Linked DNA regions of Triticum aestivum: region 2 is linked to region 1. A link is a contact called in public Hi-C data. All regions are on one chromosome and are shown on one strand. The core of a region is the stretch at or near the end of the contact, and the rest is flanking DNA. Distances in the headings are between cores, read along the strand shown. Region 1 holds the start of LOC123092785 (UDP-glycosyltransferase 83A1). Region 2 holds the start of LOC123092786 (thaumatin-like protein 1).

Region 1 (2,700 bases), core at 36-2,535:
CCTTCCTCGCCGCTTCCACCGCTTTCTCGCCGCTTCAGCGCCCCGCCACCACCGTGCCACCGGGGATCATCTGGCTACCGCGGCGTCCGCCAGCGCCCCTCCGACGCCTACTACGTCGAGATCCGTTCCGGTGAGGTCCGCCTCAGCCTCGGCACGTTCGAGACCGCGCACGAGGCCGCCCGCAAGTACGACGCGGCGACGTGGCGCCTAGGGAGGCCTCACACGCAGTTGAACTTTCACGACGTCTACACGCGCGAGCAGGCGCAGCGCGTCGCCCCTCTGCCTCGTCTAATTACAGACCAGGACCATGAGGACCACCGTCGGCTTTAGCGCCGCCTCCTCATCGCCGAGGAGGACGAGCGAGACATGGCGGAGTGGCGCCGGCGCCACCCGAAGGACGTCGCCACCGAGGACGCCTTCTGGGTGAAGACGACGGCAAGGCGCCACGCGGAGCGTGTCGAATAGGGGTCGACGCAAGGCACTAGCCATAATGCAGTGTGATATCGTCGAGGCAGGCGGGACGTCGTTCTTCTCCCCCGAAGATGACCGTTCGGAAGACATCTGGCTCGATACCTCGGACACCACCACCGATGATGAGGAGGAGGAGGAGGACGACGACTGGGAGTAGGTTCTAGTTGCACCATAGTTTTATTATCTAATTGCACCGTAGTTCTTTATCTATCTATGCTATGAACTATGTAAAATATCTTTGTACCGTTTTTTTATTATGCTATGAACTATGTATCATTTTTATCTATGAACAAAATATGTATGCACCGTTAAAAAAAGTGTTTGTGTGAGAGCGCGGCTACATTTTAGCGCGCTTGCCGAAGCTACGCGCGCAGTGCATTTTACCGCGTCTGCTGGAGCCAACGCTCCCCGCCACACATCGGCGCGCTGCAAACTGAATTTTAGCGCGCCGCTCGTTGAACGGCTGTTGGAGATGCTCTCATGGGTAATGACAAGTGAGCAGCTAGTACAACGCTCGAGTAGGAAGCATGCAGGTGCGCACAGTAGGAAACTTTTGATGTGAGCAGCGAATCGACTGACAGAAGTTTTTGGTCAGTCGGCTGACCGAAAAATGAAAATCAGTGAACTTACACCTAGCCTATCCTCAAGTAGTATGAACGCTGCGTTGCGTACCGGCTTGATCTTTTGGATGGAAAATCAGAGAATCGTGGTAGCCGCCGAAGCATGCGACACGGCAATGGTTTGACCCGCACACGCACAGTTCCGGCCCGCGCCGTATTTAAGCAGCAACGAGCAAGCAAATGAAACGGCAGATCATCACACAAATACTTCCCGTTCCCACGCACGCACGCGATGGCCACCTCCGCCGCGCCTGCGTCGCCGCACGCCCTCTTCCTCCCCTACCCGGCGCAGGGCCACGTCATCCCGTTCATGGAGCTCGCCCACCGCTTCCTCGACCGCGGCTTCGCCGTCACCTTCGTCAACACCAAGTTCAACCACCGCCGCGTCGTCGCAGCCGCCGGTGGCGCGGCGACGGCATACTCTTCAGCAGGAGGAGGACGGCTGCGTCTCGTTGCGGTCGAAGACGGGATGGACGACGCCGGGGACCACGAGAACCTCATCCTGCTCAACGCCGCCATGCAGGAGGCCATCCCGCCGCAGCTGGAGGCGCTTCTCGACGGCGAGGACGCGGCCGGCGAGGGGCTGGGAAAGGTGACATGTGTGGTGGTCGACTCCGGCATGTCGTGGGCGCTGGATGTTGTGAAGCGTCGGGGCCTCCCGTCGGCCGCGCTCTGGCCGGCGTCTGCGGCCGTGCTCTCGGTGCTGGTCAACGCCAAGAGACTGATACGCGATGGCGTCATCGATGACGACGGTAAGATAAGCAACGCAACTCGTGTTTGTATTCTCGTCAAAGTCGTTGCTGCAATTTATGGGCTTCACTGTAGGCCTCACATGCTCACATGTCGTTTGTCCAACAAACAGTTATCCAACGACAATCTGCATTCTGCCGAAAATTATTTCAACGTCTACAACAGTTTGAAAATGTTATGAAGAAATGCATCTATGGTCACCGCCCATTTACAAATCATATTATGCTAAAAATGATATTTCAGGAAGTGCAATCGTTGTCCCCATTGTGTTCGGTTGAGCTTCAAATCGCGTATTAAGTCATAATTCTACGCTGCAGGAGCACCCGTTAACTTGAAGAACAACTCATTCCATCTCAACGAGTCCACAGCGTCCATGGACGCGACCTTCCTCGCCTGGAATTACATGGGCAACCGTGACGCCGAGCGCCTGGTGTTCCACTACCTCACCTCCACCGCGCAGGCCGCCGCTGAGAAGGCCGACTTTCTCCTCTGCAACACATTCTCCGACATCGAGCCGGCCGTCTTCACCGGCCCCACGCCGGCTACCATCCTCCCAATCGGCCCGCTCCGCACATGGCAACGGCCGACGAGACATGCGCCCGTGGGGCACTTCTGGCACGCCGACGACGACGCCTGCACGTCCTTCCTGGACGGGCAACCCCGCGGATCCGTCGTGTACGTGGCGTTCGGAAGCATCAGCATCATGACCGCGGCGCAGCTTCAGGAGCTCGCGCTCGGGCTCGAGTCGTCCGGCCGGCCGTTCCTGTGGGTCGTCAGGCCGGAGCAGGCCGGCAAGCTCCCAGCCGGGTTTGCGGGCGCCATTGACGGGCTCGGGAAGGGCAAAGTGGTCGGCTGGGCA
Region 2 (2,700 bases), core at 114-2,613, 510 kb after region 1:
GCACCATATCCTCCTCAATGCCATCCTTTCCGCAAAGCTATCCAACATGAGTTTTCGCAAAGCTTGTAGTTTCGCAACTCCCATCTTCTTTCCATCACTCCATGCAATCCTCCCCCCATTACTCTCTAGATCGAACGGTTTCAACCCCTTCATCAGGCCTTTCACACGATCCATCTGCTCCGTGGACAACTGGAATCAAAGACTCAGGAGAAGGGAACTAGGGTTTACCAGTGGTGTACGATTGTGCGCCCTAGCCGCACACCAAAGGCTTCTGTGGTGGATGGGTGACAAGATGTGGTCAGATGGCTACCCAATGTGGTGGTTGGGTTGCTGGGGGCTTAGATTTGCGGTGGTCGGGTTGCTGGGGGCTTAGATTTGCGGTAGACGGGCGTCAGCGCACACATCAGAAAATGGTGGAGAGAATCGCCTCTAGATCGCCTAACCATTCGCAAGAGAAAATTTAACTGTCACCCTTGGGATGCACCTCTCGCAAATCCATCAAAGTGTCAAGAACTAAACCTGAACATATTTAGGACATAATATAGGCATGTCTTCAAATACGGCTCCTCAGAGAGAGAGAGAGAAAGAGAGAGAGATGACAGACAGTGCCTTCAAATACTTGCCAAAACCGTCAGAGAGAGGGAGTGAGAGACGAGAGACAGTGTCTTCAAATACTTGCCAAAACCGTCACCGTCTACCGACTAACCAAGTGCCATTTTTCCTTTTTCTTTCTTTGAAACTAAGTGCCATTTTATTTGGATCTAAGCACCTGGGACTTTTTTTGTGTGGATAAGATAAGCACATGGGACTTCATCTTTCGTTTCAGAACGTTGCCTCGCTGTAATGCGTAGCAGCGAGCTGTTCAGTATTTCAGCCTTCACTTCTTGCACTGAATTAACTTGACTCTCTTCACATCAGCAAGTCAGACTGCACAGATACGTCACCGAGATATGACGGTCCAGTAAACTTGAAGCACACAGTACGTCATTTAAGGAACAACACTCTTTTATTGGATAGCTGATTGCCAGCACTAACCATCTCAGTTCTTCAGTTTTCCATCTCTCTCAAGACATTTACTGCTCGCTTCAGAAACGAAGCAACAACCGGATTATAAGTGCACATGCAAGTGCCGACTACTGAGCTTTCAGAGATCAGCTTGGATGCATTCAGCACCAAGATTGTCAACAAGATTTTCAGCAAGGTTCCTCCATTCCATTATCTTATCCTTCAATAATCCCCACAACTGTCGGTTAAGCCATAGCCATCCTGGCCCTCCACTAAATCTCATCGCACAATCCGCGCCTTTCTGCCAAAAGATACGGCCATAGCCAAGCACCAAACCCCGATATAATCCTGATCGGCCCATGGTGGAAATAGCAGGGAACAATTAGCCCTAGACCTTCGCCTCCGGATGCAAATTGCAGAGAAGAAAAGGTTATCTGAATCCAATCAAGCCCCATTCCATTCTTTCTTCAGTAAAGTGAAAGCATGATAAAAGCTGGTCAGTGAACGGCCGCTCTTAAGGCTATAAATACGGCCATGGAGGGAGTGCTCAGATTCCCCTTCTTCCCGCTCCTCCACTCTCTAGCCTCTGCCTCTCATCCTAATCCTGATAGTTTATGGGTGGTTGCTCCTCCCTCCCAGGCCGAGACTTCTCTACCTCCCTCTACTGTCTCCCACTGCTGTACTAAACTAGTAGTACTGGAGCCGGAGTTGCTGGACTGCCAGTACTGATACTGACAGGTTGCGTCTGCGTCTACGCTGTAATGACACTATATACCTCTCCTTGCCCTCGCCATTAGTGACCACCAGCACCAAGCCGAGCTGCATTGCTTCAAGAACAGAACATGGGAATCCAAAGAGTTTGCGTCGTCGTTGCTCTGCTTTGTATATGCCTGAGAGGTAATTCGATCGTCGTAGAAGAAATCGAGTGAAGTTGATTGTAGGAGGAGTTCTTGTAATGACGAGCTGAATTGACATCGTATTTGTGTTGTGTTTGCTTGGTGCAGAGGGTGGAGCTGTGACATTCACGTTCCTGAACCGGTGCACGGGGACGGTGTGGCCGGGCATCCTGTCCAACGCCGGGACGGCGAGGATCGAGCCCACGGGCTTCGCGCTCCCGCCCGGCGCGGCGCGCGCGCTGCCGTTCCCGACCGGCTGGTCAGGCCGGATGTGGGCGCGCACGGGCTGCGCGCAGGACGCGGCCGGGCGGTTCGCGTGCGCCACGGGCGACTGCGGCACCGGCACGCTGGAGTGCGCCGGCCGGGACGGGGCGACGCCCGCGACACTGGCGGAGTTCACGCTCGACGGCGGCGGGCACAACGACTTCTACGACGTGAGCCTCGTGGACGGCTACAACCTGCCGATCCTGGTGGAGCCCGCGGGGAGCAGCCCCACCGGCACGACGTGCGCCGCGGCGGGCTGCTCAGCGGACCTGAACCTGCGGTGCCCCACGGAGCTCCGGTCTGCGGGCGGCGGCGCGTGCCGGAGCGCGTGCGACGCGTTCGGCAAGCCGGAATACTGCTGCAGCGGCGCGTTCGCCAACCCCAACACCTGCCACCCCACAGCCTACTCGCAGGCGTTCAAGCTGGCGTGCCCGCGCTCCTACAGCTACGCCTTCGACGACCCCACCAGCACCTTCACCTGCGCCGGCGGCCGCGACTACACCATCACCTTCTGCCCCGTCGCCACCCCAAGGTC

What was found. Hi-C and Micro-C count contacts between places; a contact is called where the count stands out from the background.
Region 2: a contact with region 1 is called in a Hi-C map of leaf, with 3 times the contacts expected there. The contact joins the promoter of LOC123092786 here to the promoter of LOC123092785 in region 1. A contact is called at or near these places in 2 of 5 Hi-C or Micro-C datasets (both in leaf).

What each region holds. Positions count from the first base shown.
Region 1 is chr4B:473,105,728-473,108,427 of IWGSC CS RefSeq v2.1, forward strand. It overlaps LOC123092785 (UDP-glycosyltransferase 83A1), which reads left to right and starts at 1,286. Exons shown (of 2, transcript XM_044514612.1): 1 at 1,286-1,843; 2 at 2,159-2,700. The coding sequence starts at 1,324.
Region 2 is chr4B:473,615,764-473,618,463 of IWGSC CS RefSeq v2.1, forward strand. LOC123092786 (thaumatin-like protein 1) reads left to right here and starts at 1,364. Exons shown (of 3, transcript XM_044514613.1): 1 at 1,364-1,902; 2 at 2,010-2,697. The coding sequence starts at 1,848.